Linked DNA regions of Mus musculus: region 1 is linked to region 2. A link is a contact called in public Hi-C data. All regions are on one chromosome and are shown on one strand. The core of a region is the stretch at or near the end of the contact, and the rest is flanking DNA. Distances in the headings are between cores, read along the strand shown.

What was found. Hi-C and Micro-C count contacts between places; a contact is called where the count stands out from the background.
Region 1: a Hi-C map of embryonic stem cells shows a contact between it and region 2, with 3 times the contacts expected there. The contact joins two enhancer-like sites. A contact is called at or near these places in 1 of 39 promoter capture datasets (embryonic stem cells), 9 of 15 datasets of contacts at CTCF or cohesin (CD8 T cells, the G1E-ER4 cell line, the NIH/3T3 cell line and 5 more), 181 of 484 Hi-C or Micro-C datasets (the 4T1 cell line, the 63-12 cell line, the AML12 cell line and 86 more), 28 of 115 datasets of contacts at active chromatin or transcription factors (the HPC-7 cell line, PVALB interneurons, astrocytes and 13 more) and 5 of 9 other capture datasets (adipose tissue, embryonic stem cells, embryonic tail and 2 more).

What each region holds. Positions count from the first base shown.
Region 1 is chr9:7,850,291-7,855,428 of GRCm38.p6, reverse strand. It overlaps Birc3 (baculoviral IAP repeat-containing 3), which reads left to right. Exons shown (of 9, transcript NM_007464.3): 6 at 823-1,062; 7 at 4,258-4,509. Among named protein-coding and RNA genes, the nearest start is that of Birc2, 16 kb to the right of the region's middle. Within about 2 kb of position 2,723, at least 27 of the 459 cell types and tissues checked have an H3K27ac peak or open chromatin away from gene starts, as enhancers often do. A contact at or near this core is called in embryonic stem cells, where this site is marked.
Region 2 is chr9:7,718,072-7,723,452 of GRCm38.p6, reverse strand. It overlaps the pseudogene Cbx3-ps8. Among named protein-coding and RNA genes, the nearest start is that of AV064505, 25 kb to the right of the region's middle. Within about 2 kb of position 1,717, at least 15 of the 459 cell types and tissues checked have an H3K27ac peak or open chromatin away from gene starts, as enhancers often do. A contact at or near this core is called in embryonic stem cells, where this site is marked.

The sequences.
Region 1 (5,138 bases), core at 1,474-3,973, 130 kb before region 2:
AGATTTGAGATTTTTATGGAAGGCTATGGCGTTCAGTTTGGGGAGTATGACACCAGGTTTGCACTTTAAGTGGTTGGGTTGTAGTGTTAAGTAAGCTGGAAAGGGGGTGGGTAGCACTCTGGGACACTGGGGTAGCCAGGCTGAGGCAAGATCCTTGTCTATATGCTGAGTCCTTGACCCTCACAAACAAACAAAAAGAATGAAAGAAAATTACCCAACCATAAATTAAAGCGTGAAACCATGCCACTTGCAAGAAATGGAAAGAACTAGAAATATCAAAGTATGTGCTGCGTGAATATGAATATACAATTAAAACATTGTAGACAACTAGTAAATACAAACAAAAGGAAGCAAATATGTAGAAGTATATATTTGCTATAGAAAGCACATTAGTTTATTGATTATAGAGAATGAAGCCCCTGATTCTAGTGGAATGCCTGGGCATTCTCTGCTCTCTCCTCTTGAGTAGAACTAATCACAGACTTGAATCTAAAGGCAATCGTATTTTGTATTCTTACTTCAATGGCTGAATATATGTCATTTTAAAGTTAGCAAAATGCATATTGTATAGTACCTATTTATTTTTTATTTTTAATGGGTTTGATATTGCTATAACTTTCTATTTAAAAAGTATATGAAGCCAGATATGTTGGTTTGTGCCTAGCACTTTCTGAGGCAGGAGAATTGGCATGAATTTGAGATCAGCTTGGAATATATAATAAGCTTGAGGCTAGACTGGCCTAGAAGGATTCCTAAAAGAACAACCACAACAAAAAGATGCATGGGCGCTGCTAATATCTGTTAAATCCCCTGTCCATATAGTCGTGCATTTTGGCCCTGGAGAAAGTTCGGAAGATGTCGTCATGATGAGCACGCCTGTGGTTAAAGCAGCCTTGGAAATGGGCTTCAGTAGGAGCCTGGTGAGACAGACGGTTCAGTGGCAGATCCTGGCCACTGGTGAGAACTACAGGACCGTCAGTGACCTCGTTATAGGCTTACTCGATGCAGAAGACGAGATGAGAGAGGAGCAGATGGAGCAGGCGGCCGAGGAGGAGGAGTCAGGTACAGAGTAACAAGGCCTTTCCCTGGAGAGATGTGCTGTCGCCCACGCGAATTCGAAAAAGATGCCCATCTACTCAGCCTGGCCTGCCTTCCTTCCTTTCTTTCTTTCTTTCTTTCTTTCTTTCTTTCTTTCTTTCTTTCTTTCTTTCTTTCTTTCTTTCTTTCTTTCTTTCTTTTTTAAAATGTATTTATTATTGTAAATAAGTACACTGTCGCTGTCTTCAGACACACCAGAAGAGGGCATCTGATCCCATTACAGATGGTTGTGAGCCACCATGTGGTTGCTGGGATTTGAACTCAGGACCTTCAGAAGAGCAGTCAGTGCTCTTACCCGCTGAGCCATCTCGCCAACCCCAGCCTGGCCTTTCTTATGTTTCATATTCTAAATTCAAACTCTGTAAGTAAATTCTTAACAATAAAGTGCATTGTGGAGGACTAGGGAGACGGCTCAGCAGGTAAGGGTGTTTTCTGGTGAACCTGACCGCCATAGCTTGATCCCCAAAACCCATTTGATGGAAGGGGAGAACTGTTGACTTTCTCTCTCTCTCTCTCTCTCTCTCTCTCTCTCTCTCTCAAAATACATCAGGATTGCTCATTAAATTAAAAAATGTGTATGTTGAGCCTGTTAACATATTTTTTTAGATTTATTTATTTTTATTTTATGTGTATGGGCATCTTGCCTGCATGTGTCTGTACAATGTCTATGGAGGCCAGAAGAGGGCGGAGGATCCCCTGGAACTAGTGTTACAGACAGTGAATGGTCAGTTAGCAAGTGGGGCTGGGAACTAAACCCAGAACCTCTGGAAAAAGAGTCACTGTTCCTAACCACAGAGCCATCTCTCCAGCCCTGAAAACTTTGGTTTTTTTAAATTTTTTTGTTTTGGTTTGGTTTTTGGTTTTTGTTTTTTTTGAGACAGGGTTTCTCTGTGCAGCCCAGGCTGTCCTGGAACTCACTCTGTAGACCAGGCTGACCTTAATTAATTTAAATTTTAGGATGAGTTGTTGGCTTTGCCTATAATTACTCATGGAGCTTAAAAACAGAAACAAAAAAAACCCCAAACTCCAAAACAATCACACTATATGTATGATTTTTATTTTATGCGTGTGTACACAGATCTTCTCAATTAATAAGCCTCTATGTTTTCCTCTTAAAGCACAAATTATGCACTAAGGAGCTTCATACTACTATTATCAAATCAGTTCTTAAATTTTGAATAGGTGTATATGTGTTTGGAGGGGAGTGAGGGGGCTGCCATGCCATGCTAGGCCAGATAGATAGAGGTCAGAGGGTATCTTATTGGAGCTAGAACTCTCCTCCCACATTTTTTGGATTCCAAGTGTCAGAGTCATGCCTGTCATTAGCCTTTAACACTGAGTGATCTCTGCACTGAGCCAGCTCACTGACCCCAAGCACATTCTTGATCCCAAGATGGTTGCTCATTCCCTTTCTTATCAATTGAGATGGATTCTGGAAGAATTATTAATCTGAACATGTCTCAGACTATAATGTTTTAATTAATGTTTAACTTATGTGTGTATGTGTATACCTGTGTGTTTTATGTGTACAGTGCATATGCAGGAGCCTTTGAAGCCTAGACAAGAGTGTAGCTTTCCGAGAGGAGGATGTGGGCCATCCCTCCAGCCTCCCCTCACTCCACCCCTGTGAGACAGGGTAGCTCAGACTGGGCTTGAACTTGCTATGTAGTTGAATCCTGATCTTCCTCCCTCTACCTCCCAAGCGCTGTGATGTCAGACATGGGTCATGGTCCTGGCTTAATGCACACATTCAGGTTGAAGTCCCCTGCCTGCCCACACTAGAGCTATCTTCCCTTTCAAGTTCATGGAGTTCAGGGCAAGTTCTCCATTCTTAGCATTGTTTGCTAATCTGCTCTTTGGTCTGTGCTCAGAGCCGTCTTCCTCTGGGCGTGTGCAGCTCTCTTCTTGTTCTGATTGCTATCCTCACTCTAGACCAGAGCCTCAGCAGACCAGAAAGCAGACTTTTTTTTTGGGGGGGGGAGGGGTTTGAGACAGGGTTTCTCTGTATAGCCCTGGCTGTCCTGGAGCTCACTTTGTAGACCAGGCTGGCCTCAAACTCAGAAATCGCCTGCCTCTGCCTCCCGAGTGCTGGGATTAAAGGCGTGTGCCACCACACTCGACCGAAAGCAGACTTTTGAGACAAGATCTTGCTGTGTAGCTCAGACTGGTTTTGAGTTCATGACATTTCTGCTTTAGCCTCCTGAGTACTCGTCTGCCTAGTGAGCTCCAGTCTACTTGGGTTACAGCAGAATGAGACCTCAAAAACAAGCAGGGCTGTCAGTACAACGTAATTGGCAGAGTGCTTGCCAGGCATGTGGGACACCTGTGTATAATCTTGCGTATGGGGTACATGCTTATAGTCCTAGCATCTTTGCAGTGGAAGCAGAAATTTCAGGCCATCCTCAGCAATGACGTGAGTATGAGGCTAGCCTGAGCTACATTAAAAGACAAAAGCAAACAGAAAACAAAAATGCTCATGTATGACCGATTCTTTTTTTTTGTCCTTCATGTGGTTCTGTAAATAAGTGTCCTAGTGACAAATTCAATGATCTAAAATCTAACTGCTTCTCCTAAAATAATTTTTCAGACTACCTTTATTAGTATTAATCATTTTATGGATATAGTAGAAAATATCTTCATAGTAGAAAATAGAATACTAAAAATGGGGCTGGAGAGATGGCTTAGCAGTTAAGAGCACTGACTGCTCTTCTGAAGGTCCTGAGTTCAAATCCCAGCAACCACATGGTGGCTCACAACCATCCGTAATGAGATCTGATGCCCTCTTCTGGTGCATCTGAAGACAGCTACAGTGTACTTACATATAATAATAAATAAATCTTTAAAAAATTTAAAAAAAGAATACTAAAAATGACGATATAATGAGCTATGGACATTGCTAGATTTTCAGAGCACCTGCCTAGCAATCACAGAGCCCTGGGTTTGATCCCTAATGATGTGAAGTTGGGCCTGGGGCCATCTGTCTGGAAAGCTGGCACTCAGAGGATAGCAGCATATAAGTCAGAACTTTAATGTCATGGTGATTTGGCCACCACGCTGAGGTATATGAGATCTTTAAACAAACACATATGATCTCATTCATGCATTATGTCGTTATGGAAGGCAGCTGTGAGCAGACTGTGTTTCTCTCTCTTCATAAAGATGATCTAGCACTAATCCGGAAGAACAAAATGGTGCTTTTCCAACATTTGACGTGTGTGACACCAATGCTGTATTGCCTCCTAAGTGCAAGGGCCATCACTGAACAGGAGTGCAATGCTGTGAAACAGAAACCACACACCTTACAAGCAAGCACACTGATTGATACTGTGTTAGCAAAAGGAAACACTGCAGCAACCTCATTCAGAAACTCCCTTCGGGAAATTGACCCTGCGTTATACAGAGATATATTTGGTAAGTGCTAGGAAATTATTTGGGGGGAGCTTTCTAGATCAATTGCAAAGAGGCTCTTATTAGTAATTGGAGATTGTTGAAAAAAACTCAGTCCAATGTATACATTTTAATTGCACAAAATTGAGGGCTTTTGTTGAGTGTAAAGTGTTTAAAATCTGCTGTGTGTTGGAAGGCTCAGGGGATCTGGTGAGATGGCTCAGCAGGTAAAAGTGCTTGCCCCAAAAGTCTACACAAATCTGATGACCTGAGTTTGATCCCAGAACTGCCCACCCTCCCCATGCTCGCATGTCATGTGCTCTTTTTCTGTCTCTCTCTCCTCTCTTTCTCTTCTCTCTCTCTCTGTCTCTCTCTCTCTCTCACACACACACACAAACACACACACACACTCATACACACATACTCTGTCTCTCTCTCTCTCTCACACACACACACTCATACATACATACTCTGTCTCTCTCTCACACACACACACACACACACACTCATACACACATACTCTGTCTCTCTCTCTCACACACACACACTCATACACACATACTCTGTCTCTCTCTCTCACACACACACACACACACTCATACACACATACTCTGTCTCTCTCTCACACACACAAACACACACTCATACACACA
Region 2 (5,381 bases), core at 468-2,967:
GCTATCATCAGATTCACTGTCAGATAAAGATTTCCTTTTTGTACCATCTTTTTCTTTACCAGCTTTTTGAGAATTAAGAAATGCTTCAATTAATTCTGGACAATCTAAATTTTCTTCTGGTTCCCAAGGATTATCAGCGTCTGTGAACCCCTTCCACTTCAGGAAATACTCCACCTTCCCATTCACTACACGACGGTTCAGTACTTTTTCTACCACAAATTCTTCAGGCTCTGCCTCTTCAACTTTTTTACTCTTTCCATGTTGTTTCTTTCCCATTTTTTGCAATGTAGTTTTATTGGAGGACATTTTTAAAATTTAATCGGAGACTTGAAGAGTTCACCGCTCCGATGCTCAGGGCCGCGGATCCTGCAGAGTCTCCCGCCTGCTCGCTTCGGTTCAGCCACATCCGAGGGGACTTACACTTTTATATCATAGTCCATCATGGAAGGAAGCCAGGGCATGAACTCAAACAGGGCTGCAACCCGGAGGCAGGTGCTGGTACAGATACCAACAGCCCAGGGATGGAACCAATCACAATATGCTAGGCCCTCCTTCTTCAGTTACTAGTTAAGAAAATGAATACCTTACAGGTGGATCTTATGGAGGCATTTTTCTCAGTTAAACTCCCCTCCTTTCAGGTAACTCTAATAGGTGTGTCAAGTTAACATAAGAATAGCCAGTACACCAACAGGTTCCCTCCCTCCCTCCCTCCCTCCCTCCTTCCCTCCCTCCCTCCCTTTCTCTCTCCCTCCCTCCCTCCCTCCCTTCCTTCCTTCCTTCCTTCCTTCCTTCCTTCCTTCCTTCCTTCCTTCCTTCCTTCCTTCCTTCCTTCCTTCCTTTGCTTTTAGGGTGTGTGTGTTAAGGATGTGTACACGTGTGTTCATACATATAGAGAAATCATGCAAGTTCCCAAGGAGCCACTCACCTTGTTGTGTTGAGTCATTGACTTTCAGCTCCCCCATTAGGCCAGGCTGACTGCTCAGGGAGCTCAGGAACCCATCTGTCTCTGGCTTCTCCATACTAGGCTTACAAGAATATGCCACTAGCTCTGCTGTTTTCCTTGGATCCTGAAGAACAAGCTCATGTCTTCATGATCCTTGTCAAGTTCTTTATTGGCTGAACCATTTTTATGGTTCCAAACTCAAGCCTGCCAGATCATCACCTTTCTTTTGACTCCCAGTTGCCAACCAACTGGGCTTGGTGACACATAGCTGTAAATGTTCTACCAGCTGTGAAACCTCTGTCAGAAGCTCTACCTGCACCAAGGTAGAACTCTTACCTCATTACCACTTCCTGATAGCTGATCTGTCCCCTGTCCTCATCTGCAGCATTCTGTCGTTGGGCAGCATCTAGCAATTTTCATGATACATTTAGTTTACCAAATACACTGAGTATTTTGGAAAGCTCTGAAACCCAGTGCCCAGTGCACTGTAGATTAGATGAGCCAAGTACTTGTGTCTGACGTCTTACTGATTTCCAGGTGACTATGAGGAGCAGTCTGGCATGTCCCCTTTCTAAACTCACAGAATTTGTCCCAAAGTGCCTTGAGTCTAGGTAAGCTTTCCTTCCTCTTGGTCTTTTACCTGTGATTTTCTTTTGTGGTACCTCAGATGCATAACCTGAAAAACAAGTTTCTCTTTGCTCCAGGGAAGGGAGGGCTTAGCTCTTCAAAAAGAAGGGAACACATTTGCATTTCACTTCCTAGCTCATCAAAGAAAGGAGGTGAAAGGAAAAGACTACCTACTGAAATGGGGTGTGTGTGTGTGTACCCTGCTACAGAGTGCTGGAGAGGAAAATTAGTCAAGAACATGGAAGGAAGAGGGACCAGTAGAGGGACAGGTTGGTGGGGAAGAGGAGTGGCTCAAGGCGTGGTCTTTGAACTTGAGCTTCCCTGATTTTCCATGTAGATCATGGAGTCCAGAGTATCTCCAGTTCCACTGCAGACAGAAGGGATTGGGGACCGGGGACTGGGCACTTGTGTTCTGGCCTCAGGTGTACTTTCTTACTTTCAGTTAGAATGGTTTTGTTATTCTGTTGGGGTTGAAACTGGGAGCCAAGATCTTTGTTCTCACTTGAGGTTTGCTGAGACTGGTTGTCAGTCTTTGTCTTTAATAGCTTTAAGTTAGTTATATTTCACTTGTTTTTTAAATGGAACAGAGAAGTAAATGCTAAGATTCTATTCTGTTCTTGGGGAACCTGAACCTAAGAAGTCACGTGACTTTTTAGACCAGGGGGAACGCCAGGGCCAAGAAGTGGGAATGGGTGGGTAGGGGAGTTGGGGGAGGGTATGGGGACTTTTGGGATAGCATTGGAAATGTAAATGAGGAAAATACCTAATAAAAAATTTAAAAAAAAAAAGAAAGATGTGGCTCAGTGGGTCAAAGTGCTTGATGGCCAGTGTACTTGTACATGCTGTGCCTACACATACTCCTCCCGACAATAAACAAAATTTAATAAAACCAGTTAAAAATAATGAAACCAAAGGGGATGCTATTAATAGTTGTGGATTCTACTATTATGTATAATCCATTGCTTTTCTAATTTCAATAAATTTTAAATTTTAATTAGGACTTTGGCTTATTGTTTTAATACTGTGGGTTAGGAAACTGTTGACTTCTATTTTATTTTATTTTTTTAGTGCTGGGGGTTGACCTTAAGACACTGTTTGTGCATGCTAAGCAGGTGTTTATTCTACCATTGAGTCATACACCAGTATTGTGGGAAATATTCAAAAATACAATTCACACTACACCAGCAAGGCACTGGCAGCATGGGCAGTCTGTCCTCATCTTGTGGAAACTGACTCAGAGCTCCAAAATCTCTCCATCCAGCTCTCTAAGTTCCCACTGGTGGCTTTTTGGGGTGCACTTCTGGCAAACCTATGCTTTGCTGCTGTACCTTTCTCTCTGGAACCCAGTTGAACCGCTGCACGAAGGAAAACACCACACACACTTAGTTCGGAATCAATGGTAACTCAATCGCTGGGCACAACAACTAGAATCCTAAATTTTGTAAGCCATATTAAATCTAAATCCTCCTGGAGAATTTGCAGTCTAACCCAAGGATCACTAGTAGCTACATAAAAGCCCATATCTCTCTTCTCTTCTCTTCCTCCCTCCACCGGGAAGTCCTGCCTACTCTCTCAATGATTGGGTTCTTTATTCATTAGAAGGGTCACGTGAAGTCCTGAGTATGTGATTCACTCCTCATCCCAGATAATCCCTCTGAGAGAAGTTGAATTAACATCAAAATACAAACAGCATCAGGACTATCCACAACACACCAGTGCCTTATCTTTACAACTTTTTAAAGGAGCAATTCTAACTTTGATAAGTGTTTATATTTAAAAAGTTTTCTTATGTTTTGATTGAAGGTCTCAGTTTTATTATTTTCTTTCTTAAAGAAAGATTAGCTAGAGAGCCAGCCCTCTTTCTTTTATGGTGTCAACATAATTCTCATCACACCTTAATAAGAGAAAGTACAAGAAAAGCCCATTACAGACTAGTCTCAGCTGTGAGAGTAGATGCAAGAATCCTACGGTGTATTAGCTTTAGAGAGCAAAGAATGGAATGTAGAATGATTAAGAGATTCTAATATCAAAAAAAAAAAAGAGATTCCAATAACATGATTATTCTGAGCTTTTTTCCTAATATCCACTTCTCAATGAGTACATACCCTGTGTACTCTTTTGTGACTGTGTTATCACACTCAGGATAATATTTTCTAGTTCCATCCATTTGCCTGAGAATTTCATGAAGTCATTGTTTTTAATAGCTGAGTAGTACTCCATTGTGTAAATGTACCACATTTTCTGTATCCATTCCTCTGTTGAAGGACATCTGGGTTCTTTCCAGCTTCTGGCTATTATAAATAAGGCTGCTATGAACATTGTGGATCATGTGTCCTTGTTATATGTTGGAGCATATTTTGGATATATGCCCAAGAGTGGTATAGCTGGGTCCTCAGGTAGTACTATGTCCAGTTTTCTGAGGAACCACCAGACTGATTTCCAGAGTGGTTGTACCAGCTTGCAATCCCACCAGCAGTGGAGGAGTGTTTCTCTTTCTCCACATCCTTGACAGCATCTGCTGTCACCTGAGTTTTACAATTCACAGATCATATGAAACTCAAGAAGAAGGAAGACCAAAGTGTGAATCCTTCAGTCCTACTTAGAATGAGGACCAAAATAATCACAGGAGGTAGAGGGTGTGAGGGACTTGGGAGGTAGAAAGGAGGGGGAGGGGAAAAGCGGAGGGGGGGGGGGAGCAGGATCAGTTGTGGGAAGAGACAGGGGAGATGAAAATTGAACTGAGGTGTGTAGCAACGGGGGATGGGAAACTGGGTGTAGTTAGTTCCCCAACAAAAAGTCCCAGATGCCAGGAAAGCAAGAGGCTCCCAGGACCTAATGGAGATAACATTAGCTGAAATGCCCAACAAAAGGGAGAGAGAACCTGCAGAGAGAGAGACCTCATCCAGAGGTTATACACACCCTTGGTTGAGGGGTGGGGCCACCCACCTTTCTCAAAATTTTAACCTAGAATTGTTCTTGTGTAAAGGAAACACAGGGACAAAGAGTAGAGCAGAGACTGAAGGAACGGCCATGCAGACTGACCCACCTGGGGATCCATCCCATATGCAGCCACCAAACCCAGACACTATTGCTGATGTCAAGAAGTGCTTGCTGACAGGAGCCTGATATGGACGTCTCCTGAGAGGCTCTGCCAGAGCCTCACTGATATAGATGTGGATGCAGACTGAGCATGGGGGCCCTAATGGAGGAGTTCGAGAAAGGACTGAAGGAGCTGAGGGTTTGCAACTCCATAGGAAGAACGACAATATCAACCAAGCAGAACCTCCAGAGTTCTCAGGGACTAAACCACCAACCAAAGAGTACACATGGAAGGACCCATGGCTACAGCTGGATATGTAGCAGAGGATTGCCTTATTTGGCTTCAATGGGAGGGTTCGCCCTTGGTCCTGTGAAGACTTGATGCCCCAGTGTATGGGTATACTAGGGAGGTGAGGCTGGAGTGAATGGGTGGGTGGGTGAGCACCCTTATAGAAGCAGTGGGGGTGGGATAGGGGGTTTTTGAAGGGGAACCAGGAGGGGGATAACATTTGAAATGTAAATAAATAAAATAACCAATAAATTTTTTTTAAAAAGAGAGATTGTAATATATCATGACCAAGCATAGTTAATTCCTTAGAGTTCCAGAGGCTAATTCTACTTCAGAAAATTTCCAATGTTGTTTAAAGAAATGAAAGAAAAAAAATATAAAGTGCTATGTTTATTTATTTTTTCACATTTAAGTTAGTGAAAAATTAGAATATAATGGAGTGTGCTAGCTAGTTGTGTCCTACTGGCCACATTGGAACCATAT